Regions from separate parts of the Mus musculus genome. Here regions 1 and 3 are each linked to region 2. The links are chromatin contacts, called in public HiChIP or PLAC-seq and Micro-C maps. All regions are on one chromosome and are shown on one strand. The core of a region is the stretch at or near the end of the contact, and the rest is flanking DNA. Distances in the headings are between cores, read along the strand shown. Region 1 overlaps Ccnyl1 (cyclin Y-like 1). Region 2 overlaps Plekhm3 (pleckstrin homology domain containing, family M, member 3). Region 3 holds the start of Fzd5 (frizzled class receptor 5).

Region 1 (3,011 bases), core at 44-2,543, 220 kb before region 2:
TGACATTAATTTAGGAGGCTTTTCTACCTGTTTTTGGAGAGATAGACTATAATTGGAGGTCAGAAGAGAGGCAAGTAGAACGTTAGGAAGCTGTACAATGGTATGTGCAAGCAGTGAAAAATGCCCAGGATAGAGATTTGTTAGATTGCCAATAACAGACAGGTGTTGCTTGCAGACTGGAGAAGGATAACAGAGTTTAAGCTTCTACAACCAGGCAGGTGGAGAGGTAAAGAGGTCTGAATCTCTAAGTGAAGGCACTGATGAATGGCTTGGCAAGAGCTGTTTCAGAATAGTGATAGCAGCCAGAGACAGAAACAAGTGGGTGCACTAAGTGGTTGGCTGGAGGTGGGCTGGCATGTTCGTGATCTGCTGCTGAGCTGAGCTGAACAGAGCAACCAGACATTGACATTGAACTAATCTCTGGCTGAGATGCTGTGCACAGTGGAATGGAGCCAGACCCACAAAACACAAGAGTTGGCTTTGGTTTGAAGAAAACCAAGTCCTCTCTTGCAGTGACACAGGACAAGTGTTACTGAGGACCAGGACCTACCATACCTGTCAGTAAGGGCAGCCACGGTTTGCCAGTGCGCCACTGCTCTCTGACTACTTCTGGAACAGCCGGGGTGTCCTGAGAGAAAGATTCATTCCTCAGATAGTTGAGAGTTCCAAGTATGGGGGCTGGAGGATAAACTCATAGAGAACGTGTCATATTTGGCAGACATTTGTGTTTGGGAAAAAAAAATTGAGTTTGAAGAACATTACGAAATCTGAGCCGTTAGTCTAATGACCTTAAAAAAATAGTGATTATCTCTTACAAGTAAATTCCTTTTTTGCCTTTTTTATCTTGATAAAAAGCACTTCATACCATATATGGGCTGCCTTCCACAGCTGAACTTGACATCTAGTTTCTACCAATTAAAGATCATAAATACTTGTTGGGGAGCTTCTCTTGCCGTCCTCCAAACGGGACTGTTTGCATTAGCATAGCACTTGCATTGTCTCTAGGGTGGTCACTAATCTAGAGGAGATTTAAAACCGCGTCAGAAAACAGTCATAACAGGAGTTCAGGGCCAGCCTGAGCTGTATGTATAGTGATACCCTGTCTAACAAAGCAAACACTCATGATCTGCCTGCTTCAGTCTGTGCAGTGATTAAAGGCAAGGGAATTAATGAAATTTCAGATTATGTAAGAGAGAAAATGGCTTTTAGGAAGTGAGAGCAGAGAAGGGGAAATGACTGTGTAAAGGACCATCCTTAGGTGCAGGTGGCTCTGTGATGGCACAGTGCCTGTGATGCTGCTCTACCCAGCAGCCACTGGGAGGCTCTCTTGTCCTAGTTCCACACAGGGTTACTGTGAACTGGGAAAGGTTTAAATAATCTCAGGGTAGCTTGGTTTTTATACACTTAAGCCCAGCATTAGCATGCCTGTAAAATTACATGTGAGAAACTTGGGTTTAATGAACAGCCTGAATCTGCACTGAGCCTGTTTGCTGCTCTGCAAGCATGAAAATGACACCAGTATCACTCACTCTTCAGGATGCCCTTAACTAGTGACAGTCCTTGTTCTGATGAATGGGCCGAGTGGGCAGCTTTAGATCTAGCCTCTTGCTTAGGTAGAGCAGAGTCTCTGAAGACCTGCCTAGGGAAGCACAGAGGAGGCCTGTCATCCACACATTCAGCACACACCATGAACTAAAGCTCAGCTCTCTATTCCTCAGGTTTACTTAGAGAGGCTCCTAACTTATGCTGAGATCGACATTTGTCCCACCAACTGGAAAAGAATTGTTCTGGGAGCCATTCTTCTTGCCTCCAAGGTTTGGGATGACCAGGCTGTATGGAATGTAGACTACTGCCAGATCCTCAAGGACATTACGGTTGAGGACATGTGAGTATATAAGGTTTTGGAATGCTTTCAGAACCATTTTTCTAGTACTCTTAATTTGCTACTATAAAGTTTTACATAAAACTTAAAGAATGTTTTTAAAGGCTGTTTAAAACTCTTGTTTAAAGTTCTTTTTTGTTTGTTTTCCAAGACAGGGTTTTTCTCTGTATAGCCTTAGCTGTCCTGGAGCTCACTCTGTAGACCAGGCTGGCCTCGAACTCAGAAATTCACCTGACTCTGCCTCCCGAGTGCTGGGATTAAAGGCGTGTGCCACCTCCGCCCAGTCTTGTTTAAAGTTCTTAAAACTTTCCACCATGTATGTGTTTTGTTATATTGTATTTCTGTTCAAAAGAATAAGTTAACTAAGCAGCTACTTAAGCAGTGGAAATAGTCATAAAACTACATTCTTATCTCTAACTTTACAGCAGTTCATAGCTTCCATCATTAATTGGTAGGTCTTGTTATAATATGTTTAATAATATGCTTGATAAATTATTTTTCTTGTTGGTTTTGGTGACCTTTGCAAGGACAGCATAGTACAGTATATATGCTATTACTTTTTAAAAGCCTCCTCCCCTTTTAAGGGGCTTTTGAAAGGATCTGCCTGTGTTGATGTCTCAGAGCATCTAGTCTTCTGTAAGGTTTAGCTTGAGGCTGAGTCATTCATTGTCTATTTACTCTTGCTGTCCCCACTTTTAATCTGAGCATTTATAACAGAAACTGTGAGGTACAAAAGTAAAAGTTTTACTCTGCATGTGGAGAGTTTGTTTTTAGAAATGGTCTCATGAGCCAGGAAGCTCCAGGATTCCTCTCAGGCAGTCCTAGAAGCAGCTCAGAGGTTTCACTGGGTTATGAGGACACTCAGCACTTGCCCAGTTACAGCAGCGCTCTGCAGGCCCCAAGCTCACTGAGAGCATAGCCTTAGTGATGGCCACTAGCATGGGCTTCATGCTGTAATGGACAAGGCTGTGTGTGCAAGCAGGATGCACACAGGGGAGGTTTCCAGCAAACTCTGAAAGTGCCCACTTGACACTGAAGATGTCACTTTGTGGATAGCACTCAAGAAATCTTGTAGTTAGGAAGAAACTCCTTGATTATAGTGAACATCATAGGAAGATGAAGGTATGAG
Region 2 (3,150 bases), core at 378-2,877:
AAGTCTTGCCAACATTACTGCCTAAACATGAGCTGAACAAGAACAACAGACACACTAAAGTGGACAGAGAAAGCCCAAGCCCACAGGCAACTAAGGAATGCAGAGAGAAGAACAAACGGTCTGTCCCAAGGAAGAGCACACCAATTCACGACCTGTCCTGATTTTCCTCAGTGCTGATGCACAGACTTCAGCCTAACAAGGGACAGGGCAATTGCTCAGTTGGTAAAGTTCGTACAAGAAGCATGAAGACCTGACTTCAATCCTTTATACGAATGCAAATAGCCAGGTATGGCAGCAGGTATCTGTAAACCCAGCTCTGGGGAAGCTGAGATAAAAGGGTTGTTCCCCCGAGCTTGCTGGCTAGCCAGTCCAGCAGAATGAGCAAGAGCCAGGATAAAAATGAAACCCTACCTCAGAAAGAGTAAGAGAGGAAGACATCTAATGGGGCTCTCTGGCCTCCACATGCGCGCACACACTCGCACTCACACACATACACACACACACACACACACACACACTCACTCACACATAATCACACATATTTACAGATACATACACACACATACACTCATACACACATACACATTCACATACACTCACATATATTCTCCCTTTCACATATACATACATGGAACTCGTGTGCTCATACTTGGTCCAGTACAAAGTTTTCTATAATATGGTTCACATTTTTAAAGGGCTTCTGGTCTAAGATAAAGGATTGGTAGAAAGTAATTAACTATAATATACAACAGAATAAGTGTTTATGGAAGAAAAAAAAACACAGGGTACTGGAAAAGGGGGAGAAAAAACAAACTGGAAGAGTCTGAGGGACAATGTGGCATTTGAGTTGGTCCTTGAAAGATAATGAAGGATTTATGTAAAGCAAAAAAGACATGGAGAATCTCCGTTATAAAGACACAGCTTGGGCAAAAGCCAGGGACCAGGAAGCACAAGGTCCATTGAAAAATGGCAAAACATCTCGGCAAGGAACAACAAAGGTGATAAGGCTGAAAAGATTCCAAATGCTTCATAAAGTTCACACAGAGTCACAAGTGACAGCCGCGATTAGTTTGTTTCAATTGTATACTTTTATTTTTATTGTATTCCTTGCCTATAAATATGTCTGTTTACTGTGTGAGTGTGGCCCCTGTAGACGTCAGAGAGGGCAACAGATCTCCTGGAACACGCGTAACAGGAAACCACTGTATGGGTGCTGGGAATCAAGCCTAGGTCCTCTGCAAGAGCAACCAGTACTCTTAACCTCTAAGTCATCTCTCCAGCCCTATAGAGTTCCTTTCTATGAACACAGTAGCACAAAGACCTATGCTTTAGAAAGATAACCTAGAAGTTTGAAAAATTAATAAGCACCGTTTTTCTAGTCAAAAGAGAATAAAGTGCACTAAAAGAACACCCACAAAGACCCTCAAACACTCCATTTTCAGGGGGCTCTTACAGCAGTGTTAGGAATTGGAATACAGGCTGTCAGTGAAGCGCACTGGGTCTCCTATGGCTGCCATGGCCAAAAAGGGATCATTAACCAGTGGAAATTTTGACCATACACAATCAACTTCCTGTGACCTATTTTAGCAACTTTTTTACACTGACTAATCTGTGAGAGGGTGAATCACAAATTCAGCAAGACACTGTGTCCTGGTGACCTCACTTATTCTAAACCCACATGAATATTTCCATCTCTCCTGGCTCCAGGGCTTTTAAGAAATGGCATAATTGAAAAAGCAGTCATTTTAGTTCAAGTCCCAAATTTGCCTTTTTTTTTTTTTTTTTTTTAAGTGAGAGATGGGGAAAGAGAACTGAAGCAGTGGCATGAAGCTCAGGATAAAGGACTAGACTGCGGTGGTTTGTCTAGCCGTAAAGAAAATCTCTGCTTGAGACCTTCTCCTAAAGTACTCAGAACAAGAAAACACAGGGCCAGGAGCATGCCGGGTCACCAGAGCGGCACCTACAGAAACAAAAGCCCAGCTGACCACTGCCCTTACCCAGCAGATGAAAATGTGACACAGTCAGGGAGGAGAGCAAGTTCCACTCTGGTAGTTGGTTGAGATTCGGGACTCTACAGCGAATATAAAAGATTCCTTTAATTTTTTTTTCATTTAAAAAGTTACCACTGCAGTTCATGTAGCAGTAGACTTAAAAGTTACACAGAAATCTCTCACTTGTGAAAAAATTCTAACCATACTTTTGTTTCAGTTATTAAATTATCTTAATCATTGATCTGAATATAGCAATTAGTTCCCACACCATTCAAGCACATCCTAGAATGATACAGTTTTAGGGCTGGGAAGGACTGCGGAGATAATTCAATCTGTCTTGCTAAGTTTTTAAAGAGACAATAAAAGGTTTTTCCAAATTTGTACAGTGAGACAGGAGTAGAGCTTGGAAATGACTCCTGAGTCCTATTTGAATATTCTTTCTAGACAGTAGCATCTTCATTTGTCATGTGCAAGTGTACATACAATCTATTGAACATACATAAAACCAATAAACAGATACAGGTGCATGTGTGTATGCATATAATCTATTAAACATACATAAAATATATAAAACAGATATAGGTACAAGTGTGTGTGTGTACAATCTTTATTCGTATCTAAAAACATATCTGACACCCATGTGGTCATTAGATGTTTTACTTTAAGATGTGTATGTCTGGACTTCATTCTGTGATGGCGGGATTCTACCTCCTCTATCCTCCGGGGAATTCCTTCATGCCTATGAGTGTCCTGTTTCTCAGGAAGTAACATGACAGTGATACAGAGAAGATGAGCATTAGTACAGACACTCATCTGTGTTCGTTAAGAGCTAGTCTTGCTTTTCCAACTTGGGCCGGGCAGAATGGCTACCGCAAAGAAGGGTGGTGAGAAGAAGGACCGTTCTGCCATCAACGAGGTGGTGACCCGAGAATACACCATCAACATTCCTTCACAAGCGCACCCATGGAGTGGGCTTCAAGAAGTGTGCTTCTCGGGCACGCAAAGAAATTCGGAAGTTTGCTATAAGGGAAATGGGGATCCCAGATGTGTGCATTGACATCAGGCTCAATAAAGCCATCTGGGCCAAGGGAATAAGGAATGTTCCATATGGCATCTGAGTATGCCTATCCAGAAAATGTAATAAAGATGAGGATTCCCC
Region 3 (3,195 bases), core at 477-2,976, 200 kb before region 2:
GGCACGTGCACACGGATGGGCCTCCCGAGGGGCACTCGCCCCCGGAAGATGGCGCCCCTGGTGGTCCTGGGAGTGTAGGTTTGGCCGGGAAGGACTTAGGGGACGCGGTGGTGGCTTCGCTTCGGTTATAATCCATACACAGAACCTCGGCGTCGCCGCCCAGCACAGGGAGGCGGTCGCAGCTCATGCGCTCGGGCCAGGCGAAGCCGTACTGGCGCATGAGCGGCGAGCAGCCGGCCTTGGCGCGCTCGCACACGGAACGGCACGGTGGTAGCGGCTTGTGGTAGTCAGGCAAACAGATGGGCGTGTACATAGAGCACAGGAAGAAGCGCAGGTCCGGTGAGCAGTGGATCTCCACAAGCGGCCAGAATTGGTGCACCTCCAGGCCTGCTTCGTCCTGCGTGTCATGGTTGAACTGGTTGGGCATGTGCGTCAGGTTGTAGCCGATGCCTCGGCACATGGGCACCGTGATTTCCTGGCACACCGGGGCCTTGGAGGCGGCCGCTGCCCGGCCCACCAGCTGCGCCAGCAACAGCAGCAGAAGAGAGGGAGGCGCAGACGGGTCGGGTCGAGCCATCGTCTCCTTCTTCCCTTTGCCTCCCGCTGCCTGAGAGGGTCTGCGTTGGCCGACGAATCTGCGGCCGGGGCTTCCCTCTCCGGAGTCTTGAGTGTGACGCCCGGGCTGGCAACCTGTTGGTTTCTTTTTCTCTTAAAGAAATCCGTCCAAAGATAAACTGTTTCTGGAAGGCGCTGCCTCCGCCGGCAGCACTCAGTTCCACACCAGATAGGGCTGGAGGGATGATTAGGGCTCCGACTCCAAGGACAGAACTCTTAAAAGAGAAGGTAGGGGAAAAGAAAAATCGCAACCACTCCTCTTAGAGGAGCGCCAACCACTTGGTCTCCGCAAACCAGCTCCAATCTCAAGATTAACTCCTTTCCTCCCCTCCTCCTAGAACCAAACTTCAGACGCCCCCACCCCCTCCACCCCACTGCCCGCGCCCGCCTCTCTTTTCTGGCCCGGCCCTGCAGGCTGTGCCTGGGGCCAGAGAGCTCAGTCCCCGAGATGGGGGCAGAGGAACCGGGTGAACTGGGAAGACGCGGGCTCTCACCTCGGAGGATCCTGCTGGGCGGCAGATGTCTGCGACCAGCCGGGCTCCTCAGTCGCGCGACTCCGAATCGGGCCAGAGCTGGGAAAGTTTAACGACAAGCTAGGTACCTGTGGCGGCGACACATGGCAGCAGGTGGAGGGCGTTTCAGAGAGCAGGGCGCCCCTCGACCATGGGCGGCGCGGGCCGGTCACTCGCCTTCTCTTCCTTCGGGGCCCCCTGCATGATTCGGGCAGAGCAAGGCAGGGGCAGGCCGTGCCTTCCACCGGCGTCCCGGGGCCGGGACGAAGGGCAAGGGCGCCGGGCAGCACTTGAACTGCGCGGAGGGGTGCGGCAGCCGGAGGGGACCCCGCCACCTCACAGCACAGCGAGCAGCCAGCGCTGGTCGGGCGGGGACTGCATAGTCCGCACCCGCCGCCGCGTCCCGCCAGCCGCTCGCCGCCTCCCCTGCAGGGGGCTCCGCGCTCCAGCAGACTCCGGGGGGCGGTGGCGGCGCTCTCGGGACGCGCCCCGCTCGGCTCCTCCCCCGCGCTCTCGCACTCTTTCGCCCACCTCCAGGGAGCTCCGAGCTGTGCGCGACGGCAGAGGACAAGTCGCGGCCGCAGGCTGACTGCCCTCTCCCGCCCCGCCCGGGTCACCTGCCTCTAATGCCCGCCGGGAGGCCCCGCCCCGGGACCGCCCCTCCCGCCCCCTCCCGCCCTGCCCCGAGCTGGGCCGTCCCACGAATCGCTCTCCGGGTCCCCGCCCACCGCCCCGCTGTCCTGGCCTCTCCGCGAGCGCCCCGCGGCCCCGCCCGGAGCGGGCAGCGGAAGAGCGTCGGCCAATAGTGGACCGGGAAGTTACGAGGGCGGGGTCAATGCTAATGAGTCCTCCCAGAGAACCCGGGCGGGAAACCTGGCCCCAAGTCCTTCTGGAGTTCTCTGCGGTGGTTCACCAGGATGGTGCTCACTTTCCTGAGGGCTCTGTTCTCTGAACGCCGGCTTCCAGGGCCTCCACCAGGCCACCTCTCTCCAGCTGAGTGTCCTTATCGAGGTCTGGCGCTTGTTTAAAGGGATGAGAGGTCAATTCGGTTGTGCCACCTGTCCTCTTTCTAAGCTGCCTTGTGCTAGGTGACAGACGTGCTAGTACTTAATGAGCAACCTCGTGTTAGTTAATCGTTTACACCTTGATACGCGATCTGGATACCGTAGGATTCTGAGGCCAGAACACCTCAGAACTTGACCTACACAGCTGAGCTAACAAGACAGCAGAGACGTTGACAAACTTGTGCCCCTCCCTGTGCGAGCTCCTGGCACACAATAGGCGCTCTGACCTGGAATCCCAAACCAGAAGCTGGGCAGCAGAGTTCACAATCTTTACCACTCACCCCTCCCTTAGAAATATCGATATTTCCCAGGCTTTGCCCTTTTATATATAACAAAATCTTGTCCTTGTGACAAGAGAATGAATTTCTTTCCAGTTTTGGAAGTCTCTAGAGACGTTAGTCCTTAGCAGTTGCGGTTTATAATCCCTGGCAGATCCGAATTTGCCCACAGAGAAAAACTCTTGAACTGGAGCAGTGTACAGCTCAGGGTGCTTGGTCCCCCAGGGTTGGCTGCTGTGCACTCTGGCGAGGTTGAGACCGGATAACCGGGGCGTACTGGGGCAGTGGGAACCGTGAAAAGACCTGCTGCGCACAGTCAACGCAGGGACACGCAGTGGCGCTCTCCTGATGGGTTAGTATACTCCAAGTTTTAAATGTCCCACAAATGCCTCTCTTCTACGAGTTCTAATTAGGCTGGGAGACCGAGGTGTTTAGCATGCTTGAAATTCGTTCACACGCTTATGAAGAGGCTTTAAATTGTAGACTGCTCCTTCACTCCTCCTTCCGCTGGGGGAGGGGAGTGGGAGGGATTTGAAGTAGGGGAGGGCATAGGAGTACTTGAAGGACTCTGAACTGGCCTCACTGACTGAGATCTGTTGGGTTGTTATTGTCTTCTGTGCCGTCTGTACGGGCTGAAAAGCCATCTTCAGTTTATCAGCAAGGCGTTGTGGAGGCTAATGAAACTCCGTGTTTAATCTCAGACATCACAGCTAAATGTTTATAATG

The links. HiChIP or PLAC-seq counts read pairs in DNA pulled down with a chosen protein or histone mark. A called contact is a pair of places that touch in the nucleus more often than the background predicts.
Region 1: a contact with region 2 is called in a Micro-C map of granulosa cells, with 2.8 times the contacts expected there. The contact joins two enhancer-like sites. A contact is called at or near these places in 2 of 15 datasets of contacts at CTCF or cohesin (the NIH/3T3 cell line and large pre-B cells), 99 of 484 Hi-C or Micro-C datasets (the 63-12 cell line, the AML12 cell line, the AtT-20 cell line and 63 more), 17 of 115 datasets of contacts at active chromatin or transcription factors (the HPC-7 cell line, bone marrow-derived dendritic cells, bone marrow-derived macrophages and 9 more) and 4 of 9 other capture datasets (adipose tissue, embryonic stem cells, liver and 1 more).
Region 3: a CTCF HiChIP or PLAC-seq map of the NIH/3T3 cell line shows a contact between it and region 2, with 11 read pairs. The contact joins the promoter of Fzd5 here to the enhancer-like site in region 2. A contact is called at or near these places in 13 of 39 promoter capture datasets (the C10 cell line, the HPC-7 cell line, Sertoli cells and 8 more), 3 of 15 datasets of contacts at CTCF or cohesin (the NIH/3T3 cell line, large pre-B cells and stem cell-derived epiblast-like cells), 54 of 484 Hi-C or Micro-C datasets (the AML12 cell line, the C2C12 cell line, CD8 T cells and 40 more), 42 of 115 datasets of contacts at active chromatin or transcription factors (the HPC-7 cell line, the NIH/3T3 cell line, T-cell acute lymphoblastic leukemia and 31 more) and 4 of 9 other capture datasets (adipose tissue, liver, macrophages and 1 more).

What each region holds. Positions count from the first base shown.
Region 1 is chr1:64,716,413-64,719,423 of GRCm38.p6, forward strand. Ccnyl1 (cyclin Y-like 1) reads left to right here. Exons shown (of 10, transcript NM_001097644.1): 8 at 1,719-1,885. Among named protein-coding and RNA genes, the nearest start is that of Fzd5, 20 kb to the right of the region's middle. Within about 2 kb of position 1,294, at least 37 of the 459 cell types and tissues checked have an H3K27ac peak or open chromatin away from gene starts, as enhancers often do. A contact at or near this core is called in granulosa cells and muscle stem cells, where this site is marked.
Region 2 is chr1:64,931,549-64,934,698 of GRCm38.p6, forward strand. All of the region lies in intron 2 of Plekhm3 (pleckstrin homology domain containing, family M, member 3), which reads right to left. It also overlaps the pseudogene Rpl31-ps24. Among named protein-coding and RNA genes, the nearest start is that of Gm51627, 23 kb to the right of the region's middle. Within about 2 kb of position 1,628, at least 21 of the 459 cell types and tissues checked have an H3K27ac peak or open chromatin away from gene starts, as enhancers often do. A contact at or near this core is called in the C2C12 cell line, the NIH/3T3 cell line, the STO cell line and 6 more, where this site is marked.
Region 3 is chr1:64,736,024-64,739,218 of GRCm38.p6, forward strand. It overlaps Fzd5 (frizzled class receptor 5), which reads right to left and starts at 1,727. Exons shown (of 2, transcript NM_022721.3): 1 at 1,110-1,727; 2 at 1-830. The coding sequence starts at 577.